Regions from separate parts of the Mus musculus genome. Here regions 1, 2 and 4 are each linked to region 3. Evidence: chromatin contacts called from public HiChIP or PLAC-seq data. All regions are on one chromosome and are shown on one strand. Each heading gives the region's core, a stretch centred on a gene start, on an enhancer-like site or on the middle of the called end of the contact. The rest is flanking DNA. Distances are from core to core; before and after follow the strand shown.

The links. HiChIP or PLAC-seq counts read pairs in DNA pulled down with a chosen protein or histone mark.
Region 1: a contact with region 3 is called in an H3K4me3 HiChIP or PLAC-seq map of craniofacial prominence, with 4 times the contacts expected there. The contact joins the enhancer-like site here to the promoter of Hoxd9 in region 3. A contact is called at or near these places in 1 of 39 promoter capture datasets (liver), 6 of 484 Hi-C or Micro-C datasets (adipose-derived mesenchymal stem cells, myocytes and uterus), 14 of 115 datasets of contacts at active chromatin or transcription factors (cardiomyocytes, craniofacial prominence, embryonic basal ganglia and 10 more) and 3 of 9 other capture datasets (embryonic stem cells, liver and pancreatic islet).
Region 2: an H3K4me3 HiChIP or PLAC-seq map of craniofacial prominence shows a contact between it and region 3, with 4 times the contacts expected there. The contact joins the enhancer-like site here to the promoter of Hoxd9 in region 3. A contact is called at or near these places in 5 of 39 promoter capture datasets (embryonic stem cells, erythroid cells, frontonasal cranial neural crest and 2 more), 1 of 15 datasets of contacts at CTCF or cohesin (large pre-B cells), 18 of 115 datasets of contacts at active chromatin or transcription factors (craniofacial prominence, embryonic basal ganglia, embryonic forebrain and 10 more) and 4 of 9 other capture datasets (adipose tissue, embryonic stem cells, liver and 1 more).
Region 4: an H3K4me3 HiChIP or PLAC-seq map of embryonic limb bud shows a contact between it and region 3, with 5 times the contacts expected there. The contact joins the enhancer-like site here to the promoter of Hoxd9 in region 3. A contact is called at or near these places in 2 of 39 promoter capture datasets (embryonic stem cells and liver), 3 of 484 Hi-C or Micro-C datasets (all in uterus), 7 of 115 datasets of contacts at active chromatin or transcription factors (craniofacial prominence, embryonic limb bud, embryonic stem cells and 3 more) and 2 of 9 other capture datasets (adipose tissue and pancreatic islet).

What each region holds. Positions count from the first base shown.
Region 1 is chr2:75,027,981-75,031,671 of GRCm38.p6, reverse strand. No RefSeq gene overlaps it. Among named protein-coding and RNA genes, the nearest start is that of Gm46748, 32 kb to the left of the region's middle. Within about 2 kb of position 2,096, at least 18 of the 459 cell types and tissues checked have an H3K27ac peak or open chromatin away from gene starts, as enhancers often do. A contact at or near this core is called in craniofacial prominence and embryonic limb bud, where this site is marked.
Region 2 is chr2:75,100,235-75,103,662 of GRCm38.p6, reverse strand. No RefSeq gene overlaps it. Among named protein-coding and RNA genes, the nearest start is that of 2600014E21Rik, 36 kb to the left of the region's middle. Within about 2 kb of position 1,917, at least 16 of the 459 cell types and tissues checked have an H3K27ac peak or open chromatin away from gene starts, as enhancers often do. A contact at or near this core is called in craniofacial prominence and embryonic limb bud, where this site is marked.
Region 3 is chr2:74,696,320-74,700,017 of GRCm38.p6, reverse strand. It overlaps Hoxd9 (homeobox D9), which reads right to left and starts at 2,255. Exons shown (of 2, transcript NM_013555.4): 1 at 1,185-2,255; 2 at 1-838. The coding sequence starts at 1,962. The coding sequence ends at 597.
Region 4 is chr2:74,999,077-75,002,635 of GRCm38.p6, reverse strand. No RefSeq gene overlaps it. Among named protein-coding and RNA genes, the nearest start is that of Gm46748, 61 kb to the left of the region's middle. Within about 2 kb of position 2,170, at least 46 of the 459 cell types and tissues checked have an H3K27ac peak or open chromatin away from gene starts, as enhancers often do. A contact at or near this core is called in craniofacial prominence, embryonic limb bud and uterus, where this site is marked.

The DNA.
Region 1 (3,691 bases), core at 847-3,346, 330 kb before region 3:
TATGTATTTCATTTCAGACTGAGTCTCACTCTTGTAGCTTAAGCTGGCCTGGTGCTTACCAGAGAGTCCGGGCTAGCCTCAGATGCCTCACCACCCCAAGTGCTGAGATTACGGGTGTTAGCCACCATGGCTTGCTTGATGATTTTAAGTCCATGTGAGACCCATGTCCATCATTTTTGAGTCTGCAGTGGGGTCATCCTCATTCTTGTTACCCATCACTGAGGGGAGGGAGAGAAAAGAGAAGAGGCAGACAAACAGCCATTGGACCACAGACTGCTTTGTGTTCCTTGACGTCACTAGGGCTACCGGTCTGGACTCTGAGCACAGGGAGAACATGGAAGGATGAAGGATGGATGAAATGTAATCCAACTCTTCAAAGATAATTCTTTGCCCCCGCCCTTTCCTTCCAATATCTTCCAACAAAACTATTGGTTTTTCTTGTGTGCAGATGGGAGAACCAGAGCTCCGAGTAAGACCGAAGTAAGCTTGGGGTCTGAATTTTCTGTTTTGCTTTACAAAAAAAAAAAAAAAAATTACAAATTTCAGAAATGAAATAATTATCTGGATTCCTCACTCGTATAACATATCAAATACAATAATATGCCAAATTACTAACAAAATAAACAACTTCTTTACTTTCCATCAAAAAAACGACTAGTTCACTGTATCCTGTGTTTTCTGTAACTATAGCCTATAATCTACAGCAATTAGGCCAGATAGAAGTTCTCGGTGTGTGGCCCTGGACCTGCAGCATCCCGTGGGAACTTGTGAAAAATGCATGTGCCTAAGTCCCAGCCTAGAGCTAATGTGTCAGAAGCTCTGGGTGGAACCAGTTCCATGTTTCAGCAAACTTTCCTGATGAGAATTAGCAAGTGAGGGGGGGGGTTTCTATTTTATTGATATGAATTCTGGAACACAAGACATTTAAGCCATATTCTCAGCACTACGCAATTGGATGTGGGTCAGGGCTTCATGTGTCCTAAGTCTTTTCTCATCATACCTTGGGTATGCTGTGTGATAGGCAGCGGTTCCCTTGGTGACCTGGGTCAAGAATCTAGGTAAGTGGGAAATACTCTATTGTGAAAGAATTCAGATTTCAAGATGAATAAGAACATATGGCTTAACACAATTGTGTGGCCAAGTTTCTGTCTGTAAAATACTTGAACCAATGACGTTATAACCCAAAATGTTAAATTAAAATGCCAAGTGAGTGGTGGAAAAGAGGGGATGGAGCCGGGAGCTCTAGGGAGAGTCTTGCTTCTGTCATGTGATCCACTGAGCTGTGGGCCATGACAGGTCCACACTAAATGATCTCTCAGAATAAGCAGAGAATCTCAATTTGTGAATGGGCTATTACAACTTTAAAATATTAGCTCTTGAACCATAACTTATTATTGAATGATAACTTAGTTAAAAAAAAAACCCAAGCTGATCAAAACCAAAGTGGGTCAAGACTTATGGATTTCACTTGTAGAATGCCATTTTGTAAGCGCTGGTTGAGAAATCCTCATAACATCTGATGAAGCTGGATGAAAAGGCTAAAGGGATGTAAGGTTTACAGAAAGATGTGTGTGAGGACAGACGTGGGAAATTGAATTCACAGAGCTGTGCTAAGCGATTCCTTTATCAGACGTACGCCCCAGCATCTGCTTTTATTAATCCTGTGTTTGAAGCAGTGTTTCATAATATCTCCGTGCTTATATAATCATCATTGAGATGCGACATCAGACCCTGGTTTCATGAGTGACTGTCAGCATGTTGGGAAATTGCCTTTTGTGGTGTATGTCATGTTCAAATGGGCACCATTTTAAATTTTCATTGAGAAAGCCACTCTGTAGACTAAAAACCATTCAGAGGAAGCAGGTTTGGAAAGGTTACTGCAAAATCCATCTCAACGGCAAACAGAAGTGATTTTAAATGCCTGTTATTTTGGAAGCAGTTCAAAGTTGTTCTTTCCATTGTAAATGGCGTTAAAGTGCTCTGCAGGGGCAGTATTACTTTTTTCTTGGCCCTCTGCGCTCCAGTAATGGCTCTTCTACGCTGAAGGCACAACAGTATGAGTCAGGAAGTTATGTACAGTATATGGGAGACAGCAGGGGAGACGTGGGAGGGGAGGGAGGTCATATGGTAAGTATATAGACGAGGAGCTGGGGTGTGGGCTGTGTGCATGAGAATGCCAGCCAAGCCAGGGAACAGCTGGGAAACCTGGTCTGGATTAGGTGGTCATTCCACAAACTTTTCCAAGGAATCACATAAGGAGAATATTACATTTTAATTAGAGCTGGGATTGCTCCAGAGAAAATAGTGGGGAAAGAGGGCGGTTTGGTGAACACGCTGCTTTTGAGTTTGGCTGGGTCCCTGAATCACAGTTAACCACTTAGTTGCCTCTAGCAGCACACTGCATATCACAGTGGGGCTTGTGACTGAACAGATGAGCACCTGGGGCTCCTGCCCAGCACGAGCACGGGACTGTCACTGGAAAAAGTCAGACATGGAATACTTCTATGTGGGAGGGACCAGAAAGGCCATATGACCCCTCTTTGCTTTTAATGTATATTTCAATTGGGAATGTTTGACTCACTTTTATGACTTTTGGCATATATTTAGTGTGTTTCTGAAATATCTGGTTAATAAATAAGCAAAGGAAGCAGATCACTGCAAAACAATGTGATGAAAATTAGTAATTTCTTCAAACTAATATTGTTCCATTTCATTTTAGGAGAAATATGTGCCAAGAAATAAAATGGTTCATATGTTTAATCCCCTCTTAATACAAATCAAATGCTTTTTTAAAAAAAAGCTGGTGATTTGTTTATATTTTAGGTTAGCATCTATCAAATTAAATAATTAAATTTAATAAGTATAATATTAATAAAAAAGCAGTAAAAACTATGAAAGAAATGTTTCTTAAAACTTTGTGATAGTTTTTCCCTTTTGTTTTTTTTGCTATTGTTTAGCAATTAGTTATTGTACATTTATTGAGCTCTAACTGTATACTATACACTCTTGGAGGGTCTATGGGAGTATTAGAAACCACTCTTCTTAAAGAACTGACTTCCAAGAGACAAGGCATGGATAGAGCCTTAATATGTTAACAGCATTATCAACAATGATTTATACCATCACAAACAGCTGATAAACTGGTTCAGAAGGAAGCACTGTGGTCTCTGAAGGTAGAGGAAGCATGATGGCTTCCTGAGGGGGAGGCAGAGCTGTGTTAGACAATGAAGGCCGGGGAGAGCAAGAGAAAGTGCAGAGAGTGGGTGGGGGAGCCAGCAGAGTGGGCTGTGCTGGGTAAGATCCCAGGAAGGCATTTTGAGTATTCAAAAACCATCATGGCTTGGCAAAGGCTCCTGGAGTGAGGTGAAGTCACTTCCGGGAAGGTGACGTTCGACAGGAACTAGTGGCCCGAGTGCCTGGGATATTGGTAAGTACGGGTGGCCCGGCTTTCTCTATGGAACAATACACAAGTGAACAGAGTCCGAAGCTAGAAACGAAACATCGCAGCAGCATGCACTCTAAAGCCACTCCTGGAATCATGAAGATAAGAGAGTCACCACTTGCAAGGAATTCTTGGCTGATTTTTGTTTTTCAAATAGGGTCTTAATGGATATATGTATCCATTTGGATATAGTGTTCATTGTGATGTCTAGATTCCTTCCCTTATAGCCTGAGCCCCAAATTGTTCTAG
Region 2 (3,428 bases), core at 668-3,167, 400 kb before region 3:
AAAGTGTCTGTTATCTAAATATTTATAAACTCTTTCTCTCTGCTTTGAGCTTCTTTGAGAGTGATGGTCTCTATTTTTTTTTAAATGAGAAATGGGACAAAAAAAAATGGGACAAACACAAGAGATCTGGCCTCAGTGCCCCGAGCACGCAGATTGCTGAAGTGTGTCTGCTTCCTTCTAACCGATCTTTTGCAATCTCTTTTTAATCTAAGTCTGTGTTGGTGGGGAAGGTTGGAAGAGAATGAAACAGGCATGTTACTGCATTAAGAGAGGTGGTGGGCGTATCAAAGGTGAAGAAATGGGCCAAGTTTTCGAGCGCAAGGAAAGACCACACATGGTTTTTAACATGAATGGTTTTGTTGGATCCAAAAATGAAAATAGTCTTTTCAAAGCACCCCCCAACCAACCTACCAACCTATTCCTGCCCAAGTATCTCCAGGATCCCTTGACTATGCCTCCTGACTATTCAACTCATCCAAAAATCCAAGCCATTTGTCTGAATTTGAAATTATTCCTCTATAGATATTTACAGGAGACCCATGGGTGTGTTAAACCATTAAAAAAGAAAACAAACCCAAAAAACAAAAAAACAAAACCGTCCATAGCTTAGCCACTGTAAGTCTTCACATGGAAGGAGAGAGAAAGTTGAATTTGTTTGGTCAACTTGGGGGGACAGGAATTAGATTAATCAATACATATTAACAAACAGTAACAACAGCAGATTGCTATATTTGTGGACCATTGCACAGTGAGGTGCTTTCCCACTCCTGACAAGGATGTCTATGGACTGGCCGGTTAAGTGAATTGTCACAAGGACAAGCTTCCATTACAGAAAGTCAGGACAACAAAAAAGCAGGAGTCTGCTGAAGACACAAAAGAAAAAAAAATTAGATAGATAGATAGATAGATAGATAGATAGATAGATAGATAGGCTGTAGCAGCCTTAACGCTTTCCTTTGAATAAATTAAGATTCTGTGATTATTTGGCAACAATGTACAACTTGATTTTTAAAAAATTCAAGTACAAATTTGCTCTACAGCTTGAGCCACCTAAATAAAAGGCCCCAGTTGGCCCCTTGGCTGTGTTATAATGTCTGGAGAAGAGGGAATAAACTGAGCAGCTAGGTTGGAACAGTGGACCTAGGGAGGAGATGGGAGGCTCCAGAGAGCAGACACCATGAGATCAAGATGGGAGAGGAGGGAGAGAGACAGAGGAGGGGGGAAAGGCAGGGGAGGGGGTGGGCAGGGGAGGGAGAGAGAAGAGAGACAAAGGATACTGGGACTGGCATCTTGCAGCATCCTCCACCCCTAAGACTTCGCCTCTTCTCAATTCCAGTCCACATGTGACTTTGCAATAAATTCCTTTCTGCTAAAGGGTCAATATGAATCTTTCTTACACTTGTCGTCTAATGGCCTCTACTAATTTTTATGAAAGCTGCTTAGTGGGGAGGTTGGAATGGAGGCTCCTGTACTTCCCCCAAGATTTCCCTCTGTCATGAAACCTGAGCAGCAATCGCGAAAGTCTTCTTCTGATGGCTCCTGCACCTCAAGCCTCCTCCACTCACAGGGACGCTGCGGTCGTCTCTGCAGGCCCTTGGGAAGGAAGGGATTCTACAAAGGTGTCCTGTCAAAGTCATCTAATCTCTCCCTTCAGAAAATCCCACCGAGGATCTACACACCTAAATGTGTCACCTCGTGAAAAAGTAGACTAGCCGTAAAATCATGCAACTATACATTAGCTTAAATAGTGTTCATAAATTATTAGGCTTAGCAGAAGAGATTATGGCTAATGGGATAATGAAGAGTTTTACATTCCCAGTACCCCATCAAAGGCAGGAGCTACCAGGATTGCTCTGGGCGAGAGAAGCACTGCTGGGAGACTACTCCACTTCAAAGGAAACGGTTCTGGTAAGGTGAACCAGCTAGCAATAAGGCGGGATCTGATCGTGCTTGGGGGCGTGGTGTTGGGTCTGAACCAATCGGTGCAGTTTTAGAGCAGAAACAGGCATTTGACTCAGAGGAAATCTGTCCACAGACAGCAATAGGCCCACTGTGTGTGCAGCCTTGAAACAGTGTCCGTTTTGGGTTTTTTTTGTTCGTCACGTTGTTTTGTTTTGCGTCCAGACAGTCTGACTATATAGGCCAAGCTGACCCGCAACACAAGATCTTCTTGCCTAGACATTCTTGGTGCCAGTTTTCTCCTTTATAAAATGGGAAAATAAGGACACCTAACTCGCAGGGCTGTTCCAAGTATTGAATGACCTGAGGAAATGAAGTGCCAAGTTCGGGGCTTCAGACCCAGAACACAGGAAACGACTGTTAGTTAAAGCAGTGTGCAAATGTCATGGAGGGTCCACGTCTTTCAGGGCAAATGGCCACAGTAAACTTCTGTTTGCAACCCAGTGTAGGGAAGACTATGCAGATGGGGAGATCCCTGTGCCAGCTGCCCGCCCTCCCTCCCTCCCTCTCCCCCTTCTTCTCTCCCTAATTCAGAAATCAAGATTTGTTCCTATATTACTATAGAGAAAAACATTAATTGCTGTCAAAATTATCAAAACCTGATTTGTAGAGTGGCATTTCGCTTTGTAATAAAAAAATTGGGAAATTAATTTTTCTGTTTTACTATGAAAAGAATCACAATTAAGTGTTGATGATGATGTAAGACAAGATAATATGTGCCAGTGATCTTGCATTGGCATATAAATCGATACAAATCAATTCTGGAACTGCTGCCAATGTTATTAAAGAGATCTGTGGTAGACAGCGTCCAGTGCCTTCACAAATGACACCCTTGTTCTTCCCTGCCCCCCCCATCCTCCCTCCAAGAAAGTGACACAAAGGGAGAGAGAAAGAGAGAAAGAGAGAGAGAGAGAGAGAGAGAGAGAGAGAGAGAGAGAGAGAGAGAGATAGAGATATTAAAGGCTGAGAGGTTAGTTATAGGGCTATATATTTTTGTCATCATTTTCAATTTTAATATTCTTAGAGACAGAATTATATTCATTTACATTCTCTCAGGGATGTTCATGAACATTAATTACCAAATTAAGGAAATCTTGGAAATAAAAATGGGCATATATTAATCACAATAACCTGAGTATCTAATAGTCATTTTCTTTCTTTCTGAAGTGTTAATGTGAACTTGAACCATGGTCAGTCTGAGCAATGGTGGTGAGTGATCACAGATGGGCCTGACTAACAGATGGGTCCATGGTCACCTTGGACAACACATCTCTCCTGACTCAGAGCCCAGTTCAGCACTCACCGTGCAGTAACAGAGGCAGTCAGACCCGAGGGATTCCAGTCAAGGACACACAACTAAGTCCTGTCTCTCAGCCTGGCTGTGACCAGATCCCTCAGAGCAGCTCAGGCAAGGCTCTACGGTAGCTTGCAGTCCCTAGGGGTTTTGTCCCCTTTCAGGGACATGAGAG
Region 3 (3,698 bases), core at 1,006-3,505:
CCCAATCTCGCGCCCCAGGGCCCAAGGTTTCTCGGTAGGCCTCTGTGGAAGTCAGTCCGCCGGCTCCCCGAGGAAAGGGGTTTTCCTGCCTTGAGCAGCTGAGTTGGATTTTAGTTGGGAGAGCAGGGTGGGGGTGTCCACACTCTGTCTTCCTTCAGATTCTCGGAATTAGATCGTTGGCCCTGTTTGGGAGGCTGGATAGGGTGAGACTAAACTACAGCACTTTTCAGAAACATGAGGGACATTTACATAGAATAGGGCTCCATCAAGCCTGCGTGCACTCACAAAATATAGCATTTCCTAAGGAATCAGGGGAGCAGGGAAGGGAGGGAGTGGGACAGGACAAGACTCCAAAGCCACTTGGTTTCTCCAATACATATGCGAGCAAATACAGTGTCCCCCAGATAACTCACAGAGACCAACCACACAGTCACTTCTACCTAAAAAAAGAAGAAAGTCCGAGTCGCTGCAGAGTTTCTGAATCAAGCACCCACAAAGAAAACAAACAACAACAAAAAACAAAAAACAAAACAAACAAACAAACAAACAAAAAAACCCGCTGCCTTTTGAGTGCTGCAGGCCAGACCCGCACTGGGTCAGTCTCCTTTAGGGCACTTCTCCTTGCTCATCTTTTTCATTTTCATCCTACGGTTCTGGAACCAGATTTTGACTTGTCTCTCTGTAAGGTTCAGAATCCTGGCCACCTCGTAGCGCCGGTCCCGGGTGAGGTACATGTTGAAGAGGAATTCCTTCTCCAGCTCTAGCGTCTGGTATTTGGTGTAGGGACAGCGCTTTTTCCGGGTGGAGCGAGCGTGGATCCAGTTCGCTGCAGGGTTGTCTAGGAAGAGGGGGGTTTGCAGACAAGGGAGCGAGGGGCGGAGGGGAGGCAGGGAGAGACGACAGGGTGGGGAAGAGAGGTCGTTAAATTAATTTCACCAAGGATGGACGCTTTTCACAACTTGGGGGAATTATCATAAAAAGCCTTAATGCCCGCGCTCTGTTTACCGTACAAACCGCGCGCCCAAGGTAGGTGGTTATGGGAAGCTTTTTATGGATACGTGTTGCTCGCCTAGGCTTGGGTAGGCGTCTAGACGTTTTTATAGGTTAGTAAAACTATCAGTTTTGCACATTCGAGCCTTACAGGTTTCAGCAATAAATCAGGGGGCAATTTCTTTTGCACTTACTTGGGTCAAGTTGCTGCTGCGGCGGCTGCGGCGGCTGCTTCTCCTCCTCCTTCAGCGAGCAGCCCGGGCTCGGGTGATCGCTGCAAGCTGAGGGCTCGGACGAGCCTACCGCCCCTGGCCCGGTCCCGATTCCCACCCCGGGCCCGTTCCCTGTCGCCGCCGCTGCCTTGTCCCGCAGGAACGAGTTGCACGGGAATTCTGGGCCGCCGCTCCCCTGGGACTCGCGGGCCGCGGAGCACTCAGTCCTTTTGGAGGAGGAGGACGAGGAGGTGGAGGAGGAGGAGGAGGTGGAGGCTGCAGCGGGGGCCGGGGCCGCTCCGGTTTCAGGCTTAATCCCGTAGTGGCGCCCGTTGGCTGGGCCACCGGGGCTGGGAACGGGACCCGGGCCTCCGCCACCGCCGCCACCACTGCCACCGCCACCGCCTGCGCCGCCGGGGAAGCCGGGCAGCGGCTCCATCCAGGAGCGTACGTAGCGTCCCGGCTCGGCGGCAGCCAGGGGCGGCGGGGACACGTACGGGTGGTACAGGCCGCTCATCGTCGCCGCCGCCGGGGGCTGGGCGGCCACCGCGGACCACGAGGCGGAGAACACGGACGATTTGGGGGCAAAACTACACGAGGCGAACTCGGCGGTGGCGGCGGCTGGGCCATCGGCCACACCTGCGGGCCGGCCCTGTGTCCCCGGCCCCGGTGGCCCAAAGCGCGCGGCGAACACCTCGTCGCCCTCATGGCCTATGAGCGAGTCCACGTAGTAGTTGCTGAGGGTGCCACTGGACGACATGGTGAGGCGCCGCTCGCTCCCACCCAAGGTTCCACTGCCCACCGCCGAGCGGCTCCTCGCCGGCGCCCGAGCCGCCGACTAGTTCGCAGGCTGCAGCCACCACCATTGGTCGCGCGGCCCACGTGATCATATTTACCAATACCCGGAGTAAATCAGTCCGCTAAACTGGGGGCTGCTGTGATTTAAAAAAAAAAAAATCATCATCAACAGGAGCGTTGCAATTAGAGCTGCCGGGCCCAGGTCCACGCACCAGCCCGGCCTGGCCCGGCTCAGCCCGCCCTGGTGGCGGCGGCGGCCACAGGCCTAACTGCGGCCGCAGGAGGCGCTGGGGACTATTTGTTCATCTCTTCTTGCCTCTCTGGGTCCTGCGATCTCCACCCGGACTCTGGCTCTCCGACTCCTGGGCTCTGAGCCCTGGGCCGGGCTTCTAAGTCACACCTAGGCGATTATCCAAAGCCCCGGAGCAGTTGGAGGCTCCTGGGCCCGGGCTGCCCCAGGCAGGCTGGCCTTTAAGGGCGGACCCCTGTCGCCCAAAGGGAGTCGTTCTCCCCTCGCCTCTTTTCTTACCTAAACCCATCCCTACACACACACACACACACACACACACACACACACACACACACACTCACACAGCTTGGCGTGTTGTTTAAAACAGGTGGAAGACCTCTGTAATGATATTATGCCTTTCAATAAAAATTTTATGAGGTGTATTTGATTATAGATTAATGTGTCCCTAATAAAACGGACGGATGGAGCAGCTCGGAGTGCCCCTCCCTCTACCGCGCTCACACTCCCGGGGCAGCCACATGTAAACCCTCGACAAAAAGCTAGGCACACGCCCCGAGGCCCAGGGGGTGAGCTGGGTCAACTGGACTCTCGGGCCTGGTCCAGCTCAGCATGGCTTCCAAGGGGCGGCCTCCAAGGGCTGTCTCTCTGCCCTCGCATGGGTGGTGAGCACTGGAGTCCCAAGGAGCCGACAGTGATGGCCATGGTGCCTCATCTTTCCCCAGCCTTCTGGAATGGCCCTGCAAGAAAACATGCCACAGAGGGGAAAACCTAAAGGCCAGTGAGACCGGTTCTCACTAGCCGGAATTAGCCCAGCCTCAGAGAGGCCTGCAGGAACCGCATCTCCGAGGGTAGGTTCGCTGCGTGCCTTTCACACGTGCCTGCAAACGGATTCTGAAGATGTCTTCAAAATCCAGACGAAAGAACAGGTCCTTGATCCACCCCCTTTCCAGTTTTCCCCTTGAGAGGTAAGGCCGGGCAGCCTTGAATCTGAGAGAAATGCCCATTGTCACTCCCAAATCCATGGTACAAAGCCTGCCTGGGAGCCGAGACAAAAGCCGCACGCCAGCGGCGGCTGAGAGGACATATTCCTCGCTCTACAAGTTGCCCAGAGCACCCTTGGAGGGCTCCCAACCCACCTCTAGCCCCGCCAAGAAAGGGGGTAAATGGCTACTTAGGACCTGATTGATTGCCTTGGCGAATGGCTTTCTGATTTTGTTTCAGGGGGCCTGCCCTTTCCTGTAGCACAGGTTTCCCCCCATCAGCAACTAATGGCGCTCCCCACATCGCTGGGAGAAACGCAGAGGTTAAAATCACTCTACTTCTTTTGCCCATCCAAGGTAAGTCAGGGGCAAATTTATTCCAGTCCTCTCAAGCTAGAATGGAATCAGACACTTCTCTCTCTCTCTCTCTCTCTCTCTCTCTCTCTCTCTCTCTCTCTGCTAGCCTCA
Region 4 (3,559 bases), core at 921-3,420, 300 kb before region 3:
CAGAGAAACCCAGATGAGGGGCTGGCCCCTCACATCTGCATCAGAGCATCAGCATCAAAGCAGGTGTCGCCTCCACGAGCCGTTTCTATTACACTCACACAGCACGGGGAGGGGAGGGAAGACTTCGTGCCAATAAGCCACATCAATTCATCAATCAAAATGAATCCGTGCACTAATTAAACTAGGGGAAAATAAAAAGTAGGCATTTGTGTTACAGACAGGGAGAACACTGTAGGGAGGGAGATGGGGGGCGAGGTGTATTTTCAGGACAGCGAAGATTTGACAGGCACAACATCGATTAGCAAAGGCAGGAAACACATGACTGGAATGTACAGCAAGTGGTTCTTTATGTTAAAAGAATAAGCAGACATAAGTGAACAAATGGAGCACCCACAAGCATTCGCATACCCAAGGAGGCGAATTTGGTCAGGTGGAGCAGTGGCCGCAGTAGCAATGCCTGCCTTGTTGGGAGCCTTCACCGGGGGGAGACCTAAGAGCAGCAGTTAGAAACCCCGAGTCCCCTCTGTCTCCATGTCGATGTCTGCTTTATTACGGAGCCCTTTCTCCTTTTGTTAATCGTCCACAGCCACTATGCATAGCATAAGATTAGGACAGGGCACAAAGGTTCCGAGCTAAGGGAGGAGAGGAAGACAATTCAGTGCATGGTCTTGGTAAACATGTCTGTCATTAGAAAGTGACAAGTTCCCTCTACTTGGTTACCTGGAGGGTTTGCATTACCAGGGATGTGAGCAACTGGTCCTTGTCCTTGAGTTTTCTTCTCCTCTCCCCTGCTTCTGCTTCTTCATTCTGAGCTGAACTCTTCTCCAGCTGCTTCTATATATCATATATCAAAAACGTCTGAACAGAAGAGGGACCTTCATTTATCCTATGGAGTGTTTCATCTATATGACACCAGGTCTCTACACGGGAAGAAGGAAACCTTAATATCTGCCTCTTAACGCTCAGCATTGTGTAGACAAAACATCTGCTCAAACAACTTAGTTCATGTTTCCGTCCGATTCATATCACAGAGACCCTCACACCCGTGTGCAGGCTGGCTTCTCCTCTACCGAGATCAAGCATGTAGCTGTCCTAGATTGCGTGTACGACTCAATGCATTAGACACAGAGAGAAAACAAAAAGACCATGGGGTCGTTTCCCTGTTTGCACTAAAAATCAGTCGGCTATTAGCTAACTTCCGTAGTTTCATCTAGTAACGCTGATGCTTGATTTAACAATATACTTGTGTGTGTGTGTGTGTGTGTGTGTGTGTGTGTGTGATATAGTGTCTGTATGTATACACATGTAGACCAGAGGTCAACACTGAATATCGTCCTCAGGTACTCTCTATATTATTCTTTGAAACAGCATCTCTCTTTGAACCTAGAGGTCACTGGTTCAGCTAAGATGGCTGGCCGGCAAGCCTCAGGGATCCTCCCGTCTCTGACGCCAGCATTGAGATTATAGGTATGTACCCCCACTCTCAGCTCTTTCCCTGGGTGCTGGGGATTGGAACACGGGTCTCACGATAGTTCAGCTTGTAGCTCTTGAGTTCTCTTCCCAGCCCTCCAAACAATATACTTTCATCGTCTCTTGTCAGTGTTTCAGCTAGAGTAGAAAACTTTAATATCTGCCTCAGAATTTCAATTTTATAGATTATTGGGGGCACATCATTTTCTTTTTAAGTGTGCTCTCTTAAAAGCAGAAATCTAGTTTAACAAGCTTCTAAAATTTAATTAAAAGGCAAAATCTTGCTCCAAAGCTTTGAGACGAGGGAGACCGTGTATCTCAGGCATGAGGTCCAGGTCCAGCTCCCGTGAACACATGCAACATCCCCATAAGAGCTACGTTAAATGCTGCTCCCTCACTGCCCAGAAAGAGCAGCTGTAGTCAGTCAAGTTCAATGTCAGCTCCACCACCAGTGGAGTCCACAACAGAGCAGAGAACTTTCCAGATCTTCCTCCCAAACTGGCCCCGAGACAAACCCGGCTGGCGCAGAGTGCGCACGAGGTGAAAAATAAAACTCTTTTTGTGTTCCCCGAGGCAGACCGTGAAACTGTAAAGATGAGCTGGCATTTTGTTTTATTTTGTGTAATAAAACTGCTCTTTTCACAGCAGTTGGCCCTGGGGGAGTTTCAAATTGCACTGCTCGGCTGCAGCTGTGGGTGTGGCCGGACTCCATCCCAAAACAGTTTGGAGGCCACAGCTGTGTTGGGCCCAGAGGATCTTAAAATTAACATCTGGGCTGCATCCTTTCAAGTTTGCCCCCCCCCCCCCCCACCAAGTCGAGTCGTTTTCACAGGGCAGGAGCACTGATTTGAAGAGTCTGTTCTTGCCTTAACCAGAGTTACTTGAGGAGTATCAAATTTTACCAAAGACTGACACTCGCATTTGGCCTGGGTCACTTTCTGAATCGTCCCCGGGTGATGCTGCGGTTAGGCATGGGAAACCCCGGAGCAGCATTTCTCTGATCTACAAGCAGTCAGTTTCCCGGGAGTAACAGGCTGGTAGATTTTATTTGTGGTAGTTGTTCATATTTACGAGTTCTCGGATCCTTCTTATGTGTTGCCGTTCCTGTCTGCTCTCACATCTGGGGAGTGTGTGTGACCTCTGAACACATTCACCCTCTGAGTTGAGGGTGGAATCACTGTTCTTTCCTGGGGTCTTCTTTCCCGACCTTGGACCAGAACAGCAACGTGGGCATCATTTGGGGAGACAGGAAAAGCCCCTACCAGACCACCTTGGTCTTGAGTGGAGACCAAGACAGCTTTGGGAGGGAGCCGCACTGCCTGGTGAGCCAAAGCACCCGGAGCCACCAGAGTCAGTGCTAGCCATCAGCTTTTGGGTAGGGTGAGCCTGGGGGAGAGGAACTGTTGAGTAGAGAAAGCCTCAGCTTTCAGGTGTCCTTTCCCCTCATGCAGTCTGAGGGAGTTTAGTTCTTGCACCTGGCATTCCTATTGCCTGGTCTGTGTGCTTCCTGTCAGGCCCACATCCCAGCCCCAGCTGAAAGACAGATGCAGAGGCCCTGACAACATGGTCCAGCACCTGAGGCCACTTCACCTTTCATGTTGTTGGGGACAGAAACAGGATAAAGGGTATAAAATCCCAAAGCTAGCCTCAAGGGAATATGTGGGTAGTAGTCAACTGGGCAGAGAAGCCCTTATTCAAACAGAAGACAGAAACACCTACAGTGATGACAATACAAAATGTCTGCTCTAGACTGCCAGGGTGCCTTCTGCCTTAAGGAAGGGGCAATTCTTTCTCCTCTCCTCTCCTCTCCTCTCCTCTCCTCTCCTCTCCTCTCCTCTCCTCTCCTCTCCTCTCCTCTCCTCTCCTCTCCTCTCCTCTCCTCTCCTCTCCCTCCCCCCCCCCTCTCATCTGTGGAGAGCTAAGCTCTCTGGAAGATACCCTGATCACAGGCTCAGGTAAGGAACACAGAACACAGGGAAATCTTTCCTGTTAAAACTCAGAACAAGCTCCAGGTCATGGCCATACTCCTGTCTTATCACTCCTGTCCCACCCCAGTCAGTCCTGTAAAGCCTACATCTGTCTGCTGCTG